Linked DNA regions of Mus musculus: region 1 is linked to region 2. Evidence: chromatin contacts called from public HiChIP or PLAC-seq data. All regions are on one chromosome and are shown on one strand. The core of a region is the stretch at or near the end of the contact, and the rest is flanking DNA. Distances in the headings are between cores, read along the strand shown.

Region 1 (4,880 bases), core at 491-2,990, 1.1 Mb before region 2:
TTTCCCCCTGCTTCATAACTCGGTGCACGAATCAGTAAAATTGAGCTTTGATCAAAATCCTGTTTGACTTGGCTCCGTTCTTTCTTCCATCCGTCTAGTTCCTTTCTTTCAGCTCGAGCTGCCATCTCAGTCGTACCGTTCCTCGCGAGCCGCTGGTCGGCCCCGCAACACAAGTACACACATGCACACACATGCACACACACACACACACACACACACACACACACACATATGTACACATTACAGTTTACTTTGTCACAGTCTATCAAATATCATGTAGGTCTCTGCATAGAAATCTAATTTCCTAAAGACAAAGATACTACATTCCCAGCCCAACTTTCAACATAAAATGCAGGAAAGGAAAAAAAAAAATACACATGTGAAGTGTTATCCCAAGCTAGAGGTTCTGGAGTTTTTATAGAAAAATCCCTGGAGATTTCCATTTAAAGAGCAAAGAGTTTTCTCTCAAACTGACTTTCAGGGCTAGGGACCCCGTGGTCTCTCAGTGGCTTTTCTCACATGACAGCAATCGGCAAATGGGTCAAAGATAATAATCTGATAGCTGCTGGGAGCCACTGCCATAGGGAGAGGCACAGAAAGCCACAGTTCTTCATCTCAGATGAAGAAGACGGTGGAGGAAGGATCCTGGTGGAAGAGTCAAAGCTTGGCAGCTGTCTCAGGATTGTTAGAAAGCTGTGATTTACATAAACACCGCCACAGAGGATCGAACTACATCTGGAGTCTACAATTTAATTTCTCTCAGCATTCAACAGATGTTTACTTATTGATTTTTAAACAGAATATGTTTAAGGATAGTTTAAAGCTAATGTTTCCTAAATACTGTAGATGAAACTTGGTATTTTTTTATGCAGCTCAAGTGATTTTTATCCTAGAAAAAGAGTCCTAACAAAGTCCAAGGCAATGAGCTCCCAAGCCCTCGGTTCTGAGTTAAAGAAGCAGAACCTCTGAGGGATAGATAGTTGCTCGTCTGTACAAATTGTGTCTGAGCTGCAAGCAGAACCTGAGCGGCAGTTTTCACCTTAAAGGTTTAAAATCTCCTGAAAGTTTATGTGCCTCCCTTAGAATGTAAAAGCACACATCGTAAGTGTATAAACACAAATAAAACTATCTCCTGATACTCATGGGGCGACAGGAGATTCAGCAGCACCCAGTACAAAGCTGGGATCTCCGAGGGGGTTAAAAAAAAGAGGGAGGCAGATAAACAATTAGCCACGCCCACCAGCCCCTGCAGACTTCTTGGCAGGGAGCCACAGAGCAGCCAGGAAGCTGGCAGGTACCCTGGGGGGAATTCAAACATCCACGCGGTGAGACAGCCCTATCAGACTGTATAGGGAAAGCTGCTGAACACAGATAGGAAAAAAACTTGAAAAGATTCTGGAATTCTTGAGCTGCAGACAGAGAGGTGTGATTCTGGCAAATAATTATTGTCCACTGTGTTTAGCACACTAGTCTAACTTTCAGACTAGGCGGCTGAGACCTATAAGCCACAAAATCAGTGTAGAACGCCATGACCGTCCCCACCAGTGTTTGTTAGCCCCCGCTAAACCAGCAGAGGTCCCGCTGAGCCGCTGTATGATTCCTACATCAATTTAATAACAGCTTTTTATTGAGGGGGAATCTGGGAGACAGGCAATCAGCTTCTCACTGTGAAAACGAAGCCTGAAAACGCAGAGTGACAGAGTGTTGCTGAGTCGCGCGGTTTTGCACACGTCCACCTGACTGGAGCCCTCCTCCCACCCATCCACACACTCCCAGGCATCTGAGCTCACTGCCATTCTCTGAGGTCACATGTATATCTCTAGACAGCCACATAGTCCTGAACCAACAGCTTTTGCTCCGTCTCTGTTTTCAGAATATGATCCAGGGTAGCTGACTAGAAGCTGAGAAGGTTGCCACCAGAAAAACGTGGCAGAAGCACCTCTCTTTTGCCTCCTTTTCCTCAATCCCTTTCCCCAGATATATTAGCATATCTGCACAGGATATGAAGCCAACATGGTGTTCATTGCTGTAGTGATTCCACCAAGGCCCGTCACTAACCACAGGCAGCTTAGAAGAGGAGAGTCAGGCTGTCATCTGCCAACAGTAACTACCTTTGAAACGTATGTGCTGAAAACGTTTCAGAGGCATGGCTGTAAAACACAATTCTCATGAGTTTCATCAGCATGTTTCTGATCTTGATCAAGTCTATTTTTGTTTGTTTGTTTGTTTGTTTGTTTTGTTTTGTTTTGTTTTGAGACAGAGTTTCTCTGTATAGCCCTGGCTGTCCTGGAACTCACTCTGTAGACCAGGCTGGCCTCGAACTCAGAAATCTGCCTGCCTCTGCCTCCCAAGTGCTGGGATTAAAGGCGTGTGCCACCACTGCCCGGCTTGATCAAGTCTTTTATGCACAAACTCTTTACCTATAATGCCACTGGGAATTAATGCACAGAAAAACTAGCCAATAACCTAATTTATTTCCTATATACACACCAGAGGAGTATATGTGGATCAGTTAGGCAGATCTAAAATTCTTAGAACACATGTGCTACATGGGTTAGATATGTTAAATGAAATAACCACATTCTCACACTATCGCAGCAACCACTGATTCTGACCCATTTCATTATTTTGTTAGCAAATGAGCGAATTCCTTATTAGCTCTCATTTAAATGTGTGAGTCCTGATAATAGCTTTACACAATTATTCCGCTCTCTGAGCCTTTTCTTCATCTTCAAAGATGTTCATCCAGTGTTGTAAGGGTTAAAATGTATCAGCAAAAAATAATTTCAAAATTCTTTCTAGAAAAAAAATGAGATACTAGGAAAGGAGTAAGTGAAAAGAGAAGAAGAGATCGTGGCAGGTGGTAGATAGTAAGTGAAATTTCTTACCAGAGCAATTAATAAACATATGAAAACAACTCAGACCCATCCTTGGCGAGACTCCCCAATGTCTCAAGTTATTCTATCTGATTCAAAGTGAGAATCAACAAATGTAAAGCACTTCAAAGAGGAGACGGACTTCAATAAAAATGGGCGGGCGCTAAGCTCGGACTGGGATGATGAGTCAGGAAATGGGACGGTGCCCAGAACTTTGAGGCTCTTACTGTATCTATCAATGGCTGCCTTGTTTCCAGGAGTGAGCAGTTTCCCAAAAATTAATATAATGATCTTTTTATCCCTCCAATGTTTATCTGATACTTTTCAAAAAAAGGCGGACTTGAAAACTGAAATCTAAAAACAAAACAAAACTGGAAATCAATACGCCTAGCACCTGGGTCCATGTTACTTTCCGTTTTTTGGAGATTCCCATTTGCTCTAGGGGAGTCTGTGCTTGTACGTGGACGTTGAAGTCTAGCTGGGGAAAAACTATTACCAGTGTGTGCCATCTGTCCCCTTGCTACATACAGCATCTGTGGCATGTTAGATTACATGTATCTTTATGTATGTATATTTACATGCTTGTGCGTATATACGCTTGTGTGTATCCATAGGCAAGCCAGAAGTTGGCTCTAGGTGTTTTTCTCCAACCGATTGTTTTTTAGACAGAGCCTCTCCCTGACCCTTTCAGCCTTTCAACGTTGCCTCTCCAGGGATTACAAGTGTGCAAGCCACACCCAGATTTTCTTTACCTAGGGGGAAATCAAACAGCTGTTCATGCATGTATAATAAGCACTTTATTGAATAAGCCATCTCTAACCTCATATGCATATTTTCAAAGACATTTATTCGTCGAGGCTGCACTAGACAGGGAAATGCAGACTCACTCATGCTATAAGCAAGTAGTCTAAAAGAGTTTAAAGAACTAATGAATTGTATTATATTGTGATTGTGCGTGGAGTTATTTGAAATAAATAGGATTTCATGTATGGTAATTTAAGCTCTTCCTGAAGATAATTATTTGGCAGCTTGGTTATTCAGTCTGCTTCATGAAGCCTGAAAACATGGCACATTTATAGGCAGGTGCTGGAAATACAGACTCTGTCTTTGAATCCTTAGTGTCCCAGATAATCAGAGCTATCAGGTTTCAATCTGCTCAGGAAAAACTCACAGTTTATTAGCCGTGTATGTGTGTAACTAGGTAGCAAGTCTTTAATATTCTATAGCAGCCTGAGAAAGTGGACGAGGTTGTGCATTTTGGTTTATAGAAGTTATAAAATTCCCTAAAATAGATGTGGATGTACATCTTGAACACAAAAATTCAATTAAGCCACCATCTCTGCCAGGTATCCGTTTGTAAGGGTTATAACCGTGGAGCTTTGGGGAACTAGAAGTTATCAGGGTGAGATAGGAAAGTGTGGAAGCTTAGCCTGGTGATCGTGTCACAAGGCTGGAGGGGGAAATAATCCAGGGGAAGTTATGTGTCAATGTGGACCAGACCCGAAGTAGGCAAGAAACCTGTCCCCTCCCTGCTTCTGCCTCTGAGGTGGCACTTATCAGAATTTGCAAATAGCATAAAAAGAACCAACAAAGGTTAATTTTTTTAGAAAAGACATTTTTATGTGTTTGGGGTGTGTGTGTGTGTGTGTGTGTGTGTGTGTGTGTGTGTGTGTACGGGCACATGTGTGCTTGCCTACGTCCAAGTGTGCCATGTGCAATGAAGGTACCTGCAGAAGCCAGAACGTATGGATTCTCCTGGAGCTGGAGTTACACACAGTGGTTGTGAGACATTGTATAGGTGCAGGAAACTAAGCCTGGTTCCTCTCTTAGAACAGCAAGTGCTCTTAACTGCCAAGCTTACCTCTCTAGCCCAAATTCTAGGGGGGAGGCAACTCTTTCCTAATGCAACCTATTAAATAAAAGCCTTTAATGAAATGACATCATTTTGTGTGATGTAACTGAGACCTAAGGTGAGAACAAGGTGCTTCCCACAGAATGAATGTA
Region 2 (5,446 bases), core at 454-2,953:
TTTCACTGACTGATGATTCTCAATTCAGAGTGGAAGAATGAGCGACTTTGGGGATGAATCCTCGGCAAGGACTCCAGAAATGAAGGAGGGGCCTTCATAGCATCCTCCTGATGAGCGCCAGCTCACCTTCATAGCATCCTTCTCATGAGCGCCAGCTCACCTTCATAGCATCCTCCTGATGAGCGCCAGCTCACCTTCATAGCATCCTTCTCATGAGCGCCAGCTCACCTTCATAGCATCCTTCTCATGAGCGCCAGCTCACCTTCATAGCATCCTTCTCATGAGCGCCAGCTCACCTTCATAGCATCCTTCTCATGAGCGCCAGCTCACCTTCATAGCATCCTTCTCATGAGCGCCAGCTCACCTTCATAGCATCCTCCTGATGAGCGCCAGCTCACCTTCATAGCATCCTTCTCATGAGCGCCAGCTCACCTTCATAGCATCCTCCTGATGAGCGCCAGCTCACCTTCATAGCATCCTTCTCATGAGCGCCAGCTCACCTTCATAGCATCCTTCTCATGAGCGCCAGCTCACCTTCATAGCATCCTTCTCATGAGCGCCAGCTCACCTTCATAGCATCCTCCTGATGAGTGCCAGCTCAGTTCTCTCCTCTGGCCTAATTCATTTTATCTGCAGGACTTTTCTTTCGATAAAGGCAGTGTGTATACACCATGCCTTTCGAGGTTCCCTCCATCTTCTTTCCACTCTTGGTCTGCGTAGTAATGACGGTTGGTCCCTACTGAGCCCTTCTGGCTGCCCAACCTTGGCCACACGTGCTTTCAGGCCTGTGGCTGCATGAGGCCAAATGTACCTATGAGTTCACCCAACACAAACTTGTAAACCTACCTAAAACATTGTGAGGTTTGTTTTTCTTTTTCTTTCTCTTCTCTTCTCTTCTCTTCTCTTCTCTTCTCTTCTCTTCTCTCCCTTTCCTTTTTTTTTTCTTTTCTTTTCTCTTTGTAACTTGACTTGGGGGCACCCTTACAGATGACATTTTGTGGCAGTGTGTAAAGGTTCCAAGAGGTTTATTCCTGTAAGCTAGATACCACTCTGCATCTTATTTTAGAGAAGGAGCACGTGAGCCACCGAGGGAAATTTGTCTGACTAAAGTAGGGTGTTCTCTTTCCAAAACTCATGATGCTCACTGCCAGTTCTTTAAGACGTGTGGTGTGGGGATGGAGAGATGGCTCAGCAGTTAAGAGCACTGACTGCTTTTCCAAAGGTCCAGAGTTTAGTTCCCGGTAACCACATGGTGGCTCACAATCATCTGTAATAGGATCTGATGCCCTCTTCTGGTGTGTCTGAAGACAGCTACAATGTACTCATATAAATAAAAAATAAATAAATCTGTTAAAAAAAAAAAAGAAGAAGACTTACGGTACAGTCCCTAAGAGATCTTGTGCCCTGAGCCATTGTGCTTGGTCACCTTTCTATCTGCCCTACTTTGTTGGCCCTTGGTCTTTACATGTTCAGGTCCCCTTGTCCCCAGGGTGTGGGCCACAGGTTATATTGTGCAGAGAGCTTCCTCTAATGCCTTCTGCTGTGGCCTTCCAGTGCTGCTCAGTTGATCTTTATGTTGCTAGTGAACCCAGCCTCCAGGAGGCCAAGTCATGGTCCCCACTGATTATCTGAGATGTGGCCTCTCTGTAGGTGGCCCTGCCCCTAAGCTGGGACTGCTTCTGGGAGCAGGAGTTAGGGCTTATCCTTAGGATCTCTGTACCTAGCAACAGGCCTATTGTTTCTGGAGCCAGGGAAGGAAGGCTGTGTGTGCACGGATTTTCTCTTCCAACACTGGGAAACAATACAATTGTCTCTGGTTAAGAGTTATCTTATGATACTTTTCAAAAATCGGTTTTTTCATTGAAAAGCAGAATACGAGACACTAAAGAAATAGATTCAAATACTAATCTGGGATCCAGCTCCTCTCAACCAGCTGACTATATTTTTACTTTGTTAGATTTTTATCTCCTATAAAGAAATAAAAAAGTCCCCAGGAAGTGAAAGAGAAAGGAGACAGCTTTTGTTTCTGAGGCTGAGGGTGGAGTTTGGGTGACCTCACTGTGAAGTGATCCTGCCTGAGATGATTTGTCCCCTTGCCAAAGGGCAACATCTAATTGAGAGCTCTGATTTGGGGGTGACTCAGAGAAAATCAGATAATGTAATTTTAAAGACTGGGAAATGACAGCTACAGAGGCTGCACAAAAAATAAAATGGTTGCTGTTGGAACAGAGAAATGCACAATGCTCTATGTCAACTGAGTGAGGGAGAAGAAATGCCCTTCTGTTCTTGGGCAAGCAGAAACTGGTTCCTTAGTGGGTACTCTGGCTATTCAAGGGACTGGATACCCCACCCCCACAGCTCTTGTTGCCTGCCCCTGACAACATCTTAAATCTCAGAATACAATATCGCCGACTCTTGTAATTTTGCAAATCACAACATTTGCCCTATAATTTTCTTTTCTGATGTTAGTCTGATTTTCTGTCCTCGAAGCTTCCTAAGGTTATGAATATAACAGCAATTGCTAAGACAAGAAGCCAATCTTCTTATTACAAGGAATGGCAAACTCCTTCCAGTTTTGAAGTCTTGCCTACAGAGTCAAGAGAAAGAAAGAAAAAAAAAAATCCAGGCATCTGGAAAATCTAACTCCATAAATGAGTGTTTAATTAGAAAGGAAAGAGAGCTATATTTGGAGAACAGACCAATTTGATTATATTTAAGGATTAAACAGATTAATTTTCAAGGGGAGCCATTCTTTATTATACACCTTTCATTGACATGAGATTGTGTTAAGAATTTAATTTTAGCTTGCTCTACAAATTGGCTGATGCCCATTCCCCCTCGGTAGACTAATAACATTTCTGCTCAGCCATGGTTTGGGTTTATCTTCATTACTCCTCTTAGAGAAAGACCATGAGGATAGCCAGATGAGAGCCCCGTCCTCGAGTTACAGGATCCCAATTGATGGGATTGCTTCGGCTGAAGGTAAGGCAGGCTGTTGTGAGGCTCTTCAGGGCCACATCCAAGCAGCCAAGGGAAACATAGCTCCCTGCCCTGCAGATTCCATCACCAGCATCTCATGGTCAACAAAGGACTGATGCTCAACTTCATCCGTGGTCTACCAACCTCTTCTTGGTCCTGTTTGTCTCAAGCGTGGTCCCTTAAGGTAGGAAAATCGAGCTTCCTGCAGTGTTGCAGAGATCCCAGCCAGGCTCAGGGAAAGCAGCGCTTGCTCAACCCCGTGTGAGCCTCCATAGAAGGAGGATTATGGAAGGGGATTCTAGAAATAGAATAGGTTCTAGAAATTTCTCAAGATCAATTCTCGGACTGGAATTACAGTGTGGTGACATGACAGGATTTTCCTCCTCTCAGAGAGTGTAGACTCATAACAAAGAAGTCCCTTGTTCCTCTTAGCCCTGTAGCACGGTCACAGCTTAGGAATGCAGAAGTTAAGCCTGGGAGAAATTAGGTCAGTGTCATAGAACCAGGTGATTAAACAAACAAACAAACAAAAAAGCTTTATTGGCTCATAGGCATTCTGTTTATTTAGTTTGGGGCTCATTGACAATGCTTTCTTGTTGTTTGTTTGTTTGTTTGTTTGTTTTGTTTGTGTGTTATAAGACAGGTTCTTGCCATGTAACTCTGACCAGCCTGGGATTCACTACTTAGACCAGACCGGCCTCAGCCTCACAGATTGGCAGCCTTTGCCTCCTAAGTGCTGAGGTTAAAGGCATGTCCACCATGCCCACCACCAATGCAGTTAATTAGGTTATAAGCAACATCGGCAAAGGTTTCAGGCGACGTGAAACAGAGACTTTGTGATCTCTCCTAACAGATGAACAGCTTTTGTTCTTATAGAAATGCCACTTGGTCAGTGCCCTGAGTGCCGACTAGGACTGGCAAGCAGAACAGAGAAGTAAAGGAACGTATGGTTATCTAGACACCCAGTTTCAAGTCGTAAAGAATCCTTGGGAGAACATAAACATCTCTGCTCGCTTTGTATATAATATCACAAACATAAAGTCTTACACATGACCCTGATACGGAGGAGGGCCGTTCTTCTTGCCTAAAAATAAATTCTGTGAAATTGGCCCTTTAAAACCCACCTTGGACCTGGTGGTTGTAGACTATTTAGGTCTCCCTGTTTCATCTAAAGCAGGCCGACAGCAAGAACGGTGTTCTGAGAGGTCAAAGGATAGCAGGCCTGTTTTGTGTTTATGTTTATGATTCGTGCCCCAACCTCATGATGACTACATATAATTCAGTAAAGTTTAAGTTTGTCCCATGGCAGATCACAGTTTGAAGAGCATAAAATGTAACTTCAGTCAGATGTCTGATTTGAGACTGCAGTTTAAAAAATGTTCTTAATTAAGTGGAGAGTTTGCTTGTCTCCCGCCCTCCCCACCTTCCTTTTTCATATACAGAGCCTGTGCTGGCCTTAAATGTATAGTCTCCTGCCTCAGGTTCCCAAATGCTAGGGATTACTGGTTATGCCACTATGCCCAAAAAATGGGCACATTTTAATTTTTGTAAGTTTGGAGAAGTGAGATTAGATTTGTTGGGACTTCTTCTTTTATGGCTTTTTAAAATATCTGTGTTGTATGGTTTTTCCCATGAGGATATTCTGTGCTTTTTAGTGCCCAGTAGTTTAGGTTAGCCTGAAAGCATACTGATTCTCAACTTAATAGATCTAGCTTGTGGCATAGAAGACAAGAAGCTGCTGAAGATAAGAGGTCTGATGGAGAAGCTGACCCACGTTTTGTGATGAGGACTTAGCCATTTCTGGTCTGTACTAATGGGTTTGCCCTTATGCATTCCCTTGATGATTCTGAAATAGGGCGCACGGTAGATTTCCCGGTTGTGATGACATTATCTTTGTTCTCAGCATCTTTTTAATTCAGCCTTGGCTATTGTGCGGGAGAGCAAGATAGCTGGGAAGAAGTGATTTAAAAAAAAAAAGTCATCATGGAGTGGAATGTATTGGTTATTTTGGTCACATGACTCTGATACTGTTGTGATTTCTTTCTTAGATCTTCTTCCTATTAAGTGTGTGAACTGTTGCACATATAGCCTGGTGGCTTTTATAGAGGGCCTGGATGAAATGTCACTGTCAGAGTGAGATTAAACCTATCTTTGGATAACTAAGACCATCTAGTGTCACTAAATCATAGTACCGGGAGGAAATTAATGATGAGTACCATTCATTGCTGGGTATCAGAATCAGGATAAGGATAAATGCTAAGACCCCGCTAGGAAGGGGAACCTTTTCACCGTGCAACTCACTTGGCCGTACAGCGAGGAAGCGGGTCCCCGTCACTGGGATTCTCTGCCAGCATGCCCAGCCTTCTTCTGTTAACCTTGTCATCCATTAGCTTTGACTTTGTCCTAGGGATAAGACAGTGTCCTGAGACCTGCGTCAGGACACCTGTGGTCTTCCCTGGAGTAGGGG

What was found. HiChIP or PLAC-seq counts read pairs in DNA pulled down with a chosen protein or histone mark.
Region 1: a contact with region 2 is called in an H3K27ac HiChIP or PLAC-seq map of extraembryonic endoderm stem cells, with 16 times the contacts expected there. The contact joins two enhancer-like sites. A contact is called at or near these places in 1 of 484 Hi-C or Micro-C datasets (adipose-derived mesenchymal stem cells), 2 of 115 datasets of contacts at active chromatin or transcription factors (differentiating embryonic stem cells and extraembryonic endoderm stem cells) and 1 of 9 other capture datasets (embryonic stem cells).

Annotation. Positions count from the first base shown.
Region 1 is chr17:69,117,566-69,122,445 of GRCm38.p6, reverse strand. It overlaps a transcript of Epb41l3 not described here. Among named protein-coding and RNA genes, the nearest start is that of Epb41l3, 39 kb to the left of the region's middle. Within about 2 kb of position 1,740, at least 34 of the 459 cell types and tissues checked have an H3K27ac peak or open chromatin away from gene starts, as enhancers often do. A contact at or near this core is called in extraembryonic endoderm stem cells, where this site is marked.
Region 2 is chr17:67,972,883-67,978,328 of GRCm38.p6, reverse strand. All of the region lies in intron 1 of Arhgap28 (Rho GTPase activating protein 28), which reads left to right. Among named protein-coding and RNA genes, the nearest start is that of Arhgap28, 29 kb to the left of the region's middle. Within about 2 kb of position 1,703, at least 37 of the 459 cell types and tissues checked have an H3K27ac peak or open chromatin away from gene starts, as enhancers often do. A contact at or near this core is called in extraembryonic endoderm stem cells, where this site is marked.